Regions from separate parts of the Mus musculus genome. Here regions 1 and 2 are each linked to region 3. A link is a contact called in public HiChIP or PLAC-seq and capture Hi-C data. All regions are on one chromosome and are shown on one strand. The core of a region is the stretch at or near the end of the contact, and the rest is flanking DNA. Distances in the headings are between cores, read along the strand shown. Region 1 holds the start of Ift46 (intraflagellar transport 46). Region 2 holds the start of Atp5l (ATP synthase, H+ transporting, mitochondrial F0 complex, subunit G). Region 3 holds the start of A830035O19Rik (RIKEN cDNA A830035O19 gene).

Evidence for each region. HiChIP or PLAC-seq counts read pairs in DNA pulled down with a chosen protein or histone mark. Capture Hi-C pulls out chosen DNA fragments and counts their contacts.
Region 1: an H3K4me3 HiChIP or PLAC-seq map of pro-B cells shows a contact between it and region 3, with 4 times the contacts expected there. The contact joins the promoter of Ift46 here to the promoter of A830035O19Rik in region 3. A contact is called at or near these places in 2 of 39 promoter capture datasets (hippocampal neurons and liver), 1 of 484 Hi-C or Micro-C datasets (B cells), 4 of 115 datasets of contacts at active chromatin or transcription factors (astrocytes, extraembryonic endoderm stem cells, microglia and 1 more) and 1 of 9 other capture datasets (liver).
Region 2: a contact with region 3 is called in a capture Hi-C map of embryonic stem cells, with 5 times the contacts expected there. The contact joins the promoter of Atp5l here to the promoter of A830035O19Rik in region 3. A contact is called at or near these places in 4 of 39 promoter capture datasets (erythroid cells, hippocampal neurons, liver and 1 more), 3 of 115 datasets of contacts at active chromatin or transcription factors (differentiating embryonic stem cells, embryonic forebrain and pro-B cells) and 2 of 9 other capture datasets (embryonic stem cells and liver).

What each region holds. Positions count from the first base shown.
Region 1 is chr9:44,771,606-44,776,321 of GRCm38.p6, forward strand. It overlaps Ift46 (intraflagellar transport 46), which reads left to right and starts at 1,404. Exons shown (of 12, transcript NM_023831.3): 1 at 1,404-1,568; 2 at 2,083-2,179.
Region 2 is chr9:44,918,687-44,922,975 of GRCm38.p6, forward strand. It overlaps Atp5l (ATP synthase, H+ transporting, mitochondrial F0 complex, subunit G), which reads right to left and starts at 2,056. Exons shown (of 3, transcript NM_013795.5): 1 at 1,924-2,056. The coding sequence starts at 1,975. Gm30934 (a long non-coding RNA gene) reads left to right here and starts at 2,041. Exons shown (of 2, transcript XR_379340.4): 1 at 2,041-2,431; 2 at 2,542-4,289.
Region 3 is chr9:45,951,306-45,956,061 of GRCm38.p6, forward strand. A830035O19Rik (RIKEN cDNA A830035O19 gene) reads left to right here and starts at 2,681. Exons shown (of 1, transcript NR_152206.1): 1 at 2,681-4,693. Sidt2 (SID1 transmembrane family, member 2) reads right to left here and starts at 3,944. Exons shown (of 26, transcript NM_172257.4): 1 at 3,419-3,944; 2 at 1,820-1,941; 3 at 1,444-1,608; 4 at 1,309-1,354; 5 at 646-747; 6 at 455-538. The coding sequence starts at 3,601.

The sequences.
Region 1 (4,716 bases), core at 154-2,653, 1.2 Mb before region 3:
AGCGACGATGTGGGTGCTGGGAATTGAACTCAGGACCTCTGCAAGAATAGACAGTGTGCTTTTCTTTTTTTTTTCTTTTTTTCTTTTATTATTTTGGGGGGTGGTGTGGCCTCCAGATAGGGTTTCTTTGTGTATAACCATGACTTTCCTGGAACTCGCTTTGTAGATGAGACTGGCCTAGAATTCAGAGATCCGTCTGCCTTTCCCTCCTCAGTGCTGGGATTAAAGGCATGTGCCACTGAAAGACCCACAACATGAGGACTCCCCCACGTTCTGACTCAGGAGAGGCGACACCCCAAAATCACCAACGAGAAAACGGTCTTGTTGCAAATTGCAAGAGGATTTTTATTCAAGAGTGCTCTCGGGCCCACGGTCATACACCACGCAGGGGTAGAGGACTGTGGCGCCCCGAGTAGCTGAGTAAGGGGGTATTTAAAGGAGAAAAACCACAACTCAAGGAGGTGGGAAGGGCGTTGTTGGAAAATACCAAAAATACCAGGTAAGAGTCACAAGGAAGTACAAAGTCACAGGTGTCACAAGGAATACCTGGTAATTGTTAACTCTCAAGACAGTTTCTAAGAGCCCCTAACAATAGCACATTTGCATTGCAGCTTCCGGTAATGGTCAGGGTGACTTTCTTTGAATGAATACTCCTTGAACTCAGGAAGTGGGTGGGTGGAGGAATGTCACTATCTGTTTTATGATTAGCATACCTTGGAGCACTGAGTTTACTACTCTTTCACCACCACGCCCAGCTGTGTTATTTTTTATTTTATTTTATTATTATTATTTTTTATCAATTTTGAAACTGGACCTCAATAGCCCAGGCTGGCCTCAAATTTACCAAGTTACTTACTGAGTCTGATCTTGAACTTCTAATCCTTCTACCTCCACCTCCAAAGCGCTAGGATAGCAGTTATGCACCAGCTTGCCTGACTCATAGTTTTCTTTAGCAAGTAAAAACACAGGACACAGATAAATCCTAATCTCAGATGAAGGAAGAGAAAGTATGCTCCTGTGACATAGGGTATCGCGAGGAAAAGGGCTATCGCGCCACAGAGATGCTATAAAAGGGCTTTTAAACATGCTTGGACTTTTCCTTGAAGAGTGTCTAAACTGTGGATTAGGCCTATCTAGGAGAGACTGTAGGCCAAATGAGCCTTGTCTTTGAGATGACAGTTTCTAGTTGGAGAAAAGAAATCCACTAGCCTGGCCTTCCACCTTTGGCCACTAGATGTCACAACCGACTCAGTTGCGGAAACCATAGATAAGCGGGCTGCTAGACCGCCTAGTGCCCGGGGCCGCTCTATCCCAGCGCCGCGTCTCTGCTTCCGCCACCACCGGCCGCAGCAGAGGGGCGGGGTGGCGGCGCAGTGGCGGGGCACGTCTCGCGATCGTTCCTTCAGACTCTCGCTTTGTTTTGATTTATTTATCTTTTTCCCTAACGACTGACAACAGGCGGCTTGTTGCACTTAGGGATCCTTGAAGTGGCTGGGCCTGAGAGTGAGACCCCAGTCCTCGGCTGGGGTTCTTTCCAAATAGAAGAAACGGATCCAGAGGGGCTACAGGTAATTGGTGCTCCCGCCAGCGTTCTTTGCTCTCTGCGCCCCACCAACTGCCCTGGATCCTTGACTCTCCGAGAACCCGGTGGGATCCTATCTTCAAAACGGGCGGAAGTAGAGGTGATGCTCTGAGGATTAGTGGATGGGGCCGAGGCTGGAATTTGCCTTCTCTCAGGACCATCCTGTCCCATCCCCATACCCTCCACCTCTGGCAGAAGCCTCAACAGCTGTGCGAAAACTGACCAAACCTGAGACGGACGGCCGGCCGCAGTCTGGCTGTGCATGCTGTGCTTCCCTGCCTGCATCTTATGTAGAGCTTTTGGGTTGCTGCTGGGAAGGGTTGGATACCGTTTTCCACTGCACTTCTCTTGGCACCCAGCCAATGCTAGCTAAATAATGCTCTTGGGTCAGGAAACTTTCCTTTGGGGGAAAGCTTGGATCGGGGTGAATGCATCTCTGCACCGAGGCTGGATGTATATCCCATGATAGGAGCTATGTAATCGTATTTCCTTTTGCTTAGACCAAAATTGTTGAGAACCAGACATACGATGAGCGTCTAGAGATTAACGACTCGGAAGAGGTTGCCAGTATTAGCACTCCAACCCCAGGACAGCAAGGTAAGAGAAGATGAGAGACAAAAAAAAGGGAGGTGATTTTCAAACAAGTGGCGCAGATAGGATTCAGGTTGTATTCAGCAAGCTCTTAGCAAGTGTTGACCTCCTGCTTTAACTTGGCGCTGATTTTGCTTTCTCACTAGTTGAGGGAGAAACCAGTCCATCAGATTTTGGGATCTTTGAGTGCAAACTTATCCCCTGTCATTTTTAACTCGCTGTTACTGCTAGTAGATTCTGGCACAGGTTCGCTGTGTTTTGGGTTTTTTTAATTTTTTAATTTAATTTAATTTAAATTTAATTTAATTTAATTTTTAAATTACTATTTTAGAAATGTTTATGTGTATGTATGTTATTTGCTTGCATGTTTTTCTGTGAACCACCTGCCTGCCTGGTGCCCTCAGAGACCAGAAGAGGATGTTGTCAGATCTCCTTGAACTGGAGTTACACATGGTAATGAGCTGCTCTAGTGTGGGTGCTGGGAACTGAACCCTGGGTCCTCTGGAAGATCAGCCAGTGCTCTCAATCGTTGAGCCATCTCTCCAGCCTGGCTCACTGTGCTTTTGTTTCTAACAATTCATTAAGATGCTTCATCACTTGCCCTTAACTTGCCATCCCAGCTTTAATCGAAACAGAGTTTTATCAGAAGACTTGATGCCATTCATTTATTCACCTAACCTTTTTTTCTTTCTTTCTTTCTTTTTTTTTTTTTGTTTTTTTTGTTTTTTTGAGACAGGGTTCCTCTGCATAGCCCTGGCTGTCCTGGAACTCACTTTGTAGACCAGGCTGGTCTCGAACTCAGAAATCCGCCTGCCTCTGCCTCCCAAGTGCTGGGGTTAATGGCGTGCGCCACCACGCCCAGCCCTCACCTAACCTTTTTTGGTTTTGTTTTGTTTTTCTTTTTTTGAGACAGGGTTTCTCTGTATAGTCCTGGCTGCCCTGTAATTCATTCTAGACAAGGCTGGTCTCCAACTCAGAGATGTGCCTGCCTCTGCCTCCCCATTGCTGAGAGTGAAGGTGTGCACCAGTATTCTCAGCTCACCTAACATGTTTGAATGCTTGCTATGTGCCATGTTAGCACAACAGCAAACAAAAGACACATCCCTGCCAACCTGACACTTGGAATCTTAGAAGAAAGATGGCCGGTGACTAGACAGTCTTCATGAAGAATGTCATGTGTGCAGGATGGAGGCAAATGGTTTACTGCTATGAAGCATAATGGTGGTGGGTGGGGATCGATTTGTGGCCAGGGAAGACTCAAGAGGAAAGACCAGTGCCTGGTGAGAGGGCAGTGTGTTATGGTCTGATCAGAAGGGAGGCGAGAGGCTTATCAAGCAGAAGTCCAGAGGCTGTTGCTGTCACATGGAGAATTTATTGGAGGGTTCTCAGGTGAGATTGGGGTGGTGAGTGAAAGTACTGTGGCAGTGGCTGGGTTGCCATGGTAATGGCTTGGACTGTGGCACGGATAGAGACATGGCACAGATACAGCATAGATTGCCCTTACAGAATCATTAAGGCTTGCTCCTGCGTTAGATTTGAGTCCTCAGTTGGGGATGACTGTTGTTTACTGTGGTAAAATACACATGGTGTAGAATGCTATTTTAGCACTTCAAGTGTAAGGTTAAATGGCTTTGAGGACATTTACATTTTGTGATAACCGTCACCACTGGCTTAGTTATTTCTCTATTGCTGTGATAAGACACCTTGGCCAAGGCAAGTTATAGGAGAAAGTTTATCTGGGGCTTACAGTTTCAGGGGATTAGAATCCACGGTAGCTGAGAAAAATCATGGCAGCAGGAACAGCTGAGAGTTTATATCTTTAGACAACAACCATGAAGCGTAGAGAGCTGAATGGGAACGGCATGGGGTTTTGAAACCTCAAAGCCCGTCTCCAGTGATACAGCTTCTCCAACAAGACCACACTCCCCTAACCTTTCCCAAACAGCTCTACCAACTGCTGACCAAACGTTCAAACATATGAGCTTCCGGGTTTGTTCTCATTTAAAACACTACTAGAACTTCCTCATCATTAAACAGTAACTACTGCCAGGCATGGTGGTACATGACTTTAATCCCAGCACTTGGGAGGCAGAGACAACTGGATCTCTATGAGTTTGAGGTCAACCTGATCTGCATAGTGAGTTCCAAGACAGCCAGGGCTACATAGTGAGACTCTGCCTCAGAAACAGACAGACAAACAAGGAAACAAAAGATTTCTTGACCAGCACTAGGGAGGCAGAGGCAGGCGGATTTCTGAGTTTGAGGCCAGCCTGGTCTACAAAGTGAGTTCCAGGACAGCCAGGGCTACACAGAGAAACCCTGTCTCAAAAAACCAAAAAAAAAAAAAAAAAAAGAGAGAGATTTCTTGATTCTTTCCTTCCTTCCAGTCCCTATTAACCACTACTTTGCTTCTGTGAATTTGCCTATTGGTGGCATTTCCTAGGTGTGATGGTTTTGTATATGCTTGGCCTAGGGAGTGGACCTATTTGAAGGTGTGGCCTTGTTGGAGTGGGTGTGTCATTGTGGGCGTGGCTTTAAGATCC
Region 2 (4,289 bases), core at 806-3,305, 1.0 Mb before region 3:
ACTAGTTCTAAGGTAATATCCTATATTTGTAGACTCAAAATATATGAATGGAAAAGCGGGTGAAACATAAGTAAAATTTATAGCTTAGTTAAGGGAAAAGAAAAACAAAACAAAAAAATAGACTTTCACCTTTCTGGGGGAACTATGATAATAATTACTGACTTCTTTCTCTAGCTACATGCCCTAGGGAACTGAAAGATCTAGTCAGTAGTCAGTATCAAATACTTTAACATTCACACTTAATACACCAGCCTGGGCTGGAGAGATGGCTGCTCTTCCAAAGGTCCTGAGTTCAATCCCCAGCAATCACATGGTGGCTCACAACCATCCGTAATAGGATCTGACGCCCTCTTCTGGTGTGTCTGGAGACAGCTATAGTGTACTCACATACATAAATAAATAAATCTTAAAAAAAAAAAAGCCCCAGCCTATGCTGCAGAGCACAGTCTACGTAACCTTCTGTTCCCTCAGAGCCCTCAGGTCTCAGTACTTCTGGCAGAACAAGTTATCTTACAGTTACAACAGTGGAAAGGTTTTATGTTGTTTCTTGACCAAAGTTTACCTTGATAATGTCTTTCATTTTGGATTTCATCAATAAAATCAGTTTTAAATTTCTGAATACAAGCTACCTAAAAGATGCAAAAGTCATACGGCCGGAAAAATACTCTCTACGAAATATTAAAAATAGCACCTCAAACCATCAAAGTCCAAACGTCAAAGCCTTTTGGTTGTATTGGTGTAAAAATTGTAGTACGTTGCTTCAGATCACCTAATGATTTTTTACTAAGGAAATTCTTTGGAAAACAGCTATTGGCAGCCTCAGGTTCCATAGGAAGGAATCCAGTATTTATAGACTCTGGCTGGCACTTTAAGGGTTTAAATAGCTCACTAGCTGGTGATGAAGGGGAGAAAAAAAAGAATTACTAAATATGCAAACAGGTTGGAAAGCTCAAAATTACAAGTTTTTAAAATTCCACCTCAGAGGGCTGGAGAGATGGCTCAGCGGATAAGAGCACTGGCTGCTCTTCCAGAGGTGCTGAGTTCAATTCCCAGCAACCACATGGTGACTCACAACCATCTGTAATGGGATCCAATGGCCTTCTCTGGTGTGTCTGAAAACAGCTAGTGTACTCACATAAGTAAAATAAATAAATCTTTGAAAAAAAATCCACCTTCAATTCACATTTCATAACCAAATTTGAACATTTGGAAATAGGACCTTCAACCACTTAATACAATACAGAAAAGAAGAAATTGTAAACTTAATCTCCTGCTTCAAAAATACAGTAATTTTCTACTCAGAAGAGAACTGTATCGATTGAACATACTGCTCAGGCTTATAACTACTCAGTGTTTATCTGAGAGACCGCGGTCTATCAGAATTTTCAAACAAAACAACCTCACGAATGCCAAGCCAAGGTTCTGAAGACGACTGCTGACAGGCGTCGCTTTCTGTGCTGACTGGGGAGGGGATATTCACCCCTACGTTCCAAATTCCCTTCATCGGACGCAGAATTCTCTAGGCTCTAACCAGGATGGTAAGCAAACATAACTTTCAAAGATCTCTCACCCGTCTTTAAAATTTCTGATGGCTTTCAAATACTTCGCTGAGACGCAGACCAGCTATGAGGTCTGATGTGTGACCTCTCTCTCCCCTGTTACCGACCTCCCTTCCCAACTCTCCCGGCACGGTAAGGGGGCATCACGGCGTTCGCGGCGGAGTGAGGCCGGGCAGAGTTACACGACCCACTCGCTCCCCGGCCGAGCTAGGACCCTGCAGCTTGTGAGCTCTAAGCAGCCGCGGGCAGGCCAGGCGAGGCTGCGGCCTTACAGTGGCCTCCTGGAAGCCCTCCCGACGCCCACGGCCCCTTGGTGCCGCAGCACAATCCCTCCCCTCGCGAGCCTCTCCCGGGCTGCGCTCACCGGCTACCATCGACGGTGCCTTCTCCGCGAAGTTACGGATGAACTTGGCCATGGTCTAAGGTGGAAGGTACGTCTCCCCGAACCGCCGGCTGAATGTCACCCCCGGAAGGACCCGCGGCAGGACCCCTTCCCCATTTCCAAGGTCAGGCTGCCCCTCTCTGTGCCTGTTCAAAACATATAGGTATTGATTCCCTGTTTGTGGCATCTCATTAGTCAGTTTACTTTGTTCACTCCAAGTAAAAACCTAGATATAAAAAAAAATGAGGCGCGATAACACGTGAAGAATCCTGAGATTCCTCAGGGAGCAGGCATTACTTGGGACAGCTATTCATGTTGGTCCGGAAGATCGGTGAAGTGGGGGAAATGCGCATGCGTTATTGGTTTTCTTGGCTTGATCGCCACATTAGCTTGCGGCAGTTTTATAGCTTTTCAGAAAACATGGAAAACGAGGCTGGAGGGCTTCATAAGATGCTTGTGGGCCTATACGTTCGCTTTAAAGGCATAGCAGGTCTGAGGTCAAATAGGAGCTTTAAGGGGCCACATAGGCGTTACATTATGTGACTCACCCATTCACCGACTTCTTTAATTGACTTTTTATAATTCCGTTTTCCTCCGCAGCCAGTATCAGAATTGGGATCCAATCCGGTTTTTCAAACAAGCCAGTAGGAGCTGTGCGGACAAGAGGAAGAAAGTCATGTGTGTTGAGGGTGTTGCACTGTGCCAGGCATTTTGTAATTTGGTGGAAGCATGCTTTGGGCATTATCCCCTTAGAGACCAAGATTCCTAAATAGTCATAGAAGGAGTCAGTTGCAAGATAAATACGCAAAGGAACATAAGGTTAAGCGTGGTGCTGATCTGGGAAGGCGTAGAGATTCTTGGTGTATAAGAAAATATACAAATTCCAAAGGCTGTAACTTTGACATTATGAATGAAAACAACAAAAACAAACCAGGAAACCCAAAAACTATGTAGGAAAGTAACATTTGATGAGGAGAACAAGTTCTGGAAAAGCCCAATCTTTAGAAGAAAAACTGAGGGGCTGGAGAGATGGCTCAGCATTATGAGCACTGACTGCGCTTAGGTTAGGAGTTCAAATCCCAACAACCACATGGTGGCTCACAACCATCTGTGATGAGATCTGATGCCCTCTTCTGGTGTGTCTGAAGACAGCGACAGTGTACTTACATATAATAATAAATACATCTTTTAAAACAAAACAAAAAAAAACCTGAAGTAAAATTCATGGGGTGGTTAGAAAAGTTAGAAGTGGGATCAAGGAATCAGTGAGGGAGAGACATGCTGCCTTAGACAGTGAAGTCAAATTAAAGCAGGAAAGATAACCTGAAACCCACATTATACCAGCATACAGGAGCCTGAAGATTGGAAGTTACAGGCCAGTCTGGACCGAGGTAAGACAGGCCAGCTAATTATGAGTATGAACATCTGTGACATTAACTAGAAAAGGTTTCAAACCCTTAGAAACCAGATTGCAGCAATGAAGAAATATGGAAGCAAGAGAATATAAGTCAGACAACCCAAGAGGAAGGTGGAGCTCAGGAGTCCAGGACAGGGAGACAGCAAAGAAGGCAGAGGAGTTTGTTTGGGAATGGTGGGACCTCTTCCTTAAACGGGGTGAAGGGAGAAAAGTTTCCAAGTGAGGAGTCTGACACATGCCACCTGTGTGAAAAGGGAGTGGTGAGCAAGGCTACATTTCAGAGTGTCTGAAGGACACAGAGAAGAGCAGAGAAGGGCAGTGGTGGAGTCGACTGGTCTGTGGGCTGTACAGTTGCCTGTAGTTTAGGTAGCAGAGGGTAATGGTTAAATTAACCTAAGCTGAGATCCTGCATGCCACAGGTATGGGAATAGAATAAGGACATGGTGGCAAAGTATTAAAAGGTCTGTTATTTAGGTTGGATAGTGAAGCCATAAAGGAACTAATTAGAGTCTAAGCTCTTAAGACTTTCTCCCGAAGACAGCCGGAGGGTACCTCTAGAGCAGTGGCTCTCAACCTTCCTAACGCTGCCACCCTTTAATACAGTTCCTCATGTTATGATGACCCCAGCCATGAAACGATTTTTTGTTGCTCCTTCATAATGTAATGTTGCTGCTGTTGTGAACTGTAAATGTGTGTTTTCTGATGGTCTTAGGTAACTCACAGAGAAGCACTGCTCTGAAGGTCTTTAGTGAGGCGTTAGGTCAGCCAGGTGATACACATTTGCTGGCACCCTGCCTTTGAGAAACTGGCAAAACCCACTAGGTTTTCAGAAGGACTTGTGAAACTGTCACTCATCTTTTCTTTCTGTGGTAGTGGTACTGGGATTGGATTTAGCAATGTATGTGCTAGGCAAGCTCTACCAGACTTTCCT
Region 3 (4,756 bases), core at 1,431-3,930:
CTCTGCACAGGGGGCCACACTAATAGTCTATACCATTCCAACTTCAGTGTCTGTGTTGCTGAAGAGAGAACTCAACAGTTTCTAAAATGGCCCTAAAAGTGTTTCTGCCACATGGTACCATACGTTGATGCAAAGTGGCACCCTCAACACTGATCATTATAAAACAAAAATATGGTTTCGAAGTAAATCTCTGCTGCTCTCTTGTAGCATATCTGGCCGGTGCCTCCACGTTATATCTGAGTAAAATCCTTTGCTTTGCCGATTTTAAAAAAAAAAAAAAAATTAAGAGCTAGTGACATGGTTCAGCGGAGAAAAGTTTCTCAGGCAGCACAAGGTCAAGTGAAAAAGTTTAAGAATCTTAAGGCAGGAATGGGGACAAGGACAGGGTGTGGAGAGGCATCTACTTCAACAGCCAGCCCCGTCCATCCCTCAGAAGGGCACATGCATTTCCTACCTGCACAGTGATGGCTGCCTTCTTAGTCATCGTCTGGTACATGCCAATGAAGGCTACATTGTTGTCCAGATCATAGACAGGGCACTGTGGAGGAAGGAAGGAAGAGGCAGATGGATGGGGAACTGGGCCCTGTCCCCTCTGCTAATGTCCCAACTACTTTCTGATGGAGGATAAAATGACAGACAGCTTACCAGGACATCTTGGATGGAGATGACTGAGCAGGGGAAGGCCTTCTTGGAGGTCACCTTGACAATTACCGAGTCCACACCATCAGGAAACTCGTATTTGAAGTACTGAGAACATAGGAAGGGAGAGTGTCATCTCAGGAGGGTGCTCTCTCTGCCCCTCCGAAGGGATCTGTCTCCTCCAAGGGAGGTTTCAGAATCTTCTTGGCTCAGACAATGAAGCTACGAGGGGAGAAGAGCCTTGACCGTGAACATCCCAGTCCTGCATGTCCCTGAGCACTGATATCCTGTGTGTCAGCTGGGCACATAGGATTGTGCCTGAGAGGCAGAGTAGGAAAGTCAGTGAGCAGACCCTGTCACTGCACTGTCCCTGCCTGTCTATCCACACAGGAGCTCCGAGAGTCCCACCCTAGAGACAAAATTAATTGCTAGTCCTAGCAATTCTGTACCTACTCCTGCTCTCATATCCAAATCTCCCCCAATTTTCTTTTTTGTTGTTGTTGCTATCTTGAGACAAGGTTTCTCTGTGTAACCTTGGTGACTTAGAACTCACTATGTAGACTAAGCTGGCTTTGAACTCAAGAAACCCACCTGACTCCCAAATGCTAGGATCAAAGGCATGTGTGACCACGTCAGGCTGAGGGACCCCATTTTGATAAGGGATTTTACCTGGGGCTGGGCTGCAGTGGTATTAAAAGTAAACAGCTCTCCAGTCCTACAGGGAAGAGAGGAACCCTACAATTACGCTCAGCACTTGGGAAGAAGGCAGAGGCTGTGAGGTCCCCTCTCTCTTACCCTCAATACCTGAGCACAAAATTGTCCACACGGTTGACTCGGAGCTGGTAAGTGGTATTGACGGGTGACAGGGTAGACACGTCCACATAGAAAAACTGGATCTCAGACTCATTCTTGGTGGGGGGCTGACACAGAGTTCGTTCCACTTTTTGGTAGAGGTACTTCCGCTGATATCTATGGTCCAAGACAGAGAAGAGTGTGACTAGTCCCAGCCAGCCTGAGTTCTTCCTATCAGGTCCCCATATTTCCCATTCCCTGGGCTGACAAAGTTACCCTCCTGCCACTGGGCTCAGGGAGAAGGGAGAAAAACAAAAAGGTTCCCCGGGTGAGGGTCCCTGAAAACCTGGCAAGGATGCCCCTCCCTACATCCCCAGGTCTTACTCACAGTCCTCGAAGGATTAGGGGCACCTGGAAGGACACAACAGCCTCCTTCTGGCGGACCACAAACAGCAAAGGCGCCCCTTTCTGCTTGTTCAGGACATTCACAGACACTCGCACACCCTCGGTCTGCAGAGAAGGAGGCATCCTCTTTCAAACTCAGCTCTCTGTTCCTCAGACACATGACTCTACAGACTGCAGGCTGAGCTCTGCCCTGTGCCGTCCATCCTGGCCAGCCAGGACACTGTCTGTGCTTCTCCTTGTGAGGGAACAGGCCAAGTTTCTAGAAATGACTGACACTGTCCGGTCCGAGGCTTGAAGAAGCTCGCTCTTGGAAGAACGGGTATACAGAGCAGCAGAACCCAGGCAACAGCAGGGATATGCAGCGGAGACCTTAGAAGGTTCCAGGATAGCCCACATGCACACACATGTTATAGACACGTGTCTACACACGTCCCTGTGCACACACTGTCACGGGAGATCAAGACGTGCCCTCAAGCCCTCAATCTTCTTCCTCATGAACTAGGAAAGCAGCAAGAAGCTCCGGTTCCACTGCTACTCTGGAGGCCAGAGCCCTGCAGGGAGGGGTGTAGGGAACTGTGTCGAAATACAAGTTGTCTCTCTAGTTCTGACCATGGGCCAAGCTCTGAAGTGACTTTCCATCTGAACCTTGATTCACCCTCTCTAAGAAAATAAAGAAATAACCCACCCTCTCTGCTGCGGACAAAGCTACACAGGACAGTGGGCGTTTAAAAGTGAAGAAATCACAACTGCAGACAACTAGTTACTAGGTTGCTGAAACCAAATCTAGGGGTAACGTTTCCCTGAGGGGTAGGTGCCACTTCCGGGATGATCCTGGAAATGGTACTCAAAAGGGGAGATCAGACTTCAAGGAAATGGATCCTGATGGTTGATCATGGCCTGCCAGAAACCAAACTCCTCTCCCTCCCAAAGAAAGCCTCAGGTGCCTCCTCCTCAACTCCAGTGCTTCCGAGTCAATCCAGATCGGGCCTTGGAGAATGAGCAAGAGAGCTAGGCAGGCCACACAGCCAGGCAGCAAGAATCTCCCAGGCTGTGCTCTGCCTGGGCCCAGCTCTGCCAGCCTTCTTTCTACTTTCACTACTGGGAAGAAATGAGTAAGAAGTCGGAGATAGTTCTGTCTTAGAAACAAACTCCCTTTTCTCTTGCCACTCAGCCTTCGAGGGCCTTATCTTGTCACCTTCAACTTACAAGGCCAGCTGGCTTTCTGAGGCAAGGAGGTCTGTCTCCTTCACCTCCCTGTGACCGAGCTCTTTCAATTCTAAGTTGGCCCCATCTGGAGTTGTCTGAGCCACGCAAGGCTGGGAGCCTGTTTTCCCCTCACCCCGACCTCACAGACTGAGAGCTAGATTGAGAGCCAGGTCACAGAGCAGACCAGACCGGTCCTGATCACAGCTGGTGGCAGGGAACTTCCCAAGCTGCCCCGCTGGAGCTGCCCGGGAATGCTGGTGGAAACCAGGTCTTGGCAGGGGGAGGGCGGCTCAAAGGCTGGCGGAGAGGAAAGGGGCAGCATCAAGTCCAGGCCGGGCGCCCACCCGCTCGGCCGCCCGTGGAGTCCCGCGCTCACCCGGTTGCGGGTCACGGTGTGGTTGAAGGTGTAGATGTTGACCAGCTCGCTGTTGACGTCGTCCGCGTAGGTGCGCTCAAACTCCGCGTCTTTCTGCGAGACGTTCTTGGGCCCCAGGGCCCCCAGGTGGCTCTCGACGGAGGCCACCAAGAGCACGCACAAGGGCAGACGCCAGGCGATCATGGCCCGGGACGGCGGGGATTGGCGACGGGACGGCGACCGGGCGCGTTGCGGCTGCCGCAGCAGCTTCCAGCATCTCACCGGGACCAGAACTTTAACCCCGGCCTCAGATAGGACGCGTCCCCTCCCTGGAGCCGCTCCTGGGCCTCGCGCGGATCCCGGCTCGCGAGGGCGGCACCGCGACCCGCTACCCCAGCCCGGCCCAGCCCGGCCCAGCCCGGCTGGAGACCCGGCGTCCGCTCGCGCCCGGAGAGCCGAGGCGGCGGTGGCCCTGGCCCGAAGGCTTCCCGGACGCGGGCCCTTTAAGGGCGGCGGACGCGGCGCAGAACTCGGAGCTACCAGGAGCTGCGCCGCGGTAAACAGCGGGCTGTGCCCGCCCGCTTACGTCATGGGAAACCGACGCGGATTTAAAGGGCCAGGCTGCCTCTACTTCCCACGCAGCCGTCGCCGCCTCCTTCCTTCGCTGTCCTGTGAGCGTCTGGAGTTGGGTTTTTCACGAAGGATCACTAAGTATTGGATTCTTGCTTTTGTGGTCCGCGTTTTTTTGGCTTTTTGAGACGGCTCACATAACTCAGGCTGGTCTGGAACTGGTCGTGTAAGTTTGGAGAGTCTTGAACGCCTGATCCTCCTCCCACCTCTACTGCTGGGTGTTGGCATTGCTGGCAAGATTCACAGAGCCCAGTAAGTGCAGGGTCTTGCTGACAGATGATTTCTTTGCTCAAGACAGGAATTGTGCTCCAAAATCATTACCCCAGCATCATTCTTTTTCCCTCATTGGCTCATAAAAGCGCCTGCCCACTGAGAGCAGCTCAGCGGCCGCTCCCCTCTCACAGTAGAGGGGATAACCAGAACCAGGGCACCATAACCAGGATGCCTTCCAACCTGTGAGCTCTGTCCCTACTCTGCAGAAACTGCTTTGTTTGTTTGAACAAAGCCCACGGAAAGATTCTGACCTTTCGTTGTCAACTGGCAAAAACCTTTCTGAGGAACTGTTTTGGCTTAGGCTTAAAAGAGCTCTATACCCTTCAACCCAGTCATTCCACTCCAGGGACTGTGTCCTACGAATAAGAAATACAAATAAAATATGGGGACAGCAATTTGCATCCCTGTGATCTTGAGAAAGCTCAAAGGAAACTGCTTGTTCACAGTGAAGGAAGA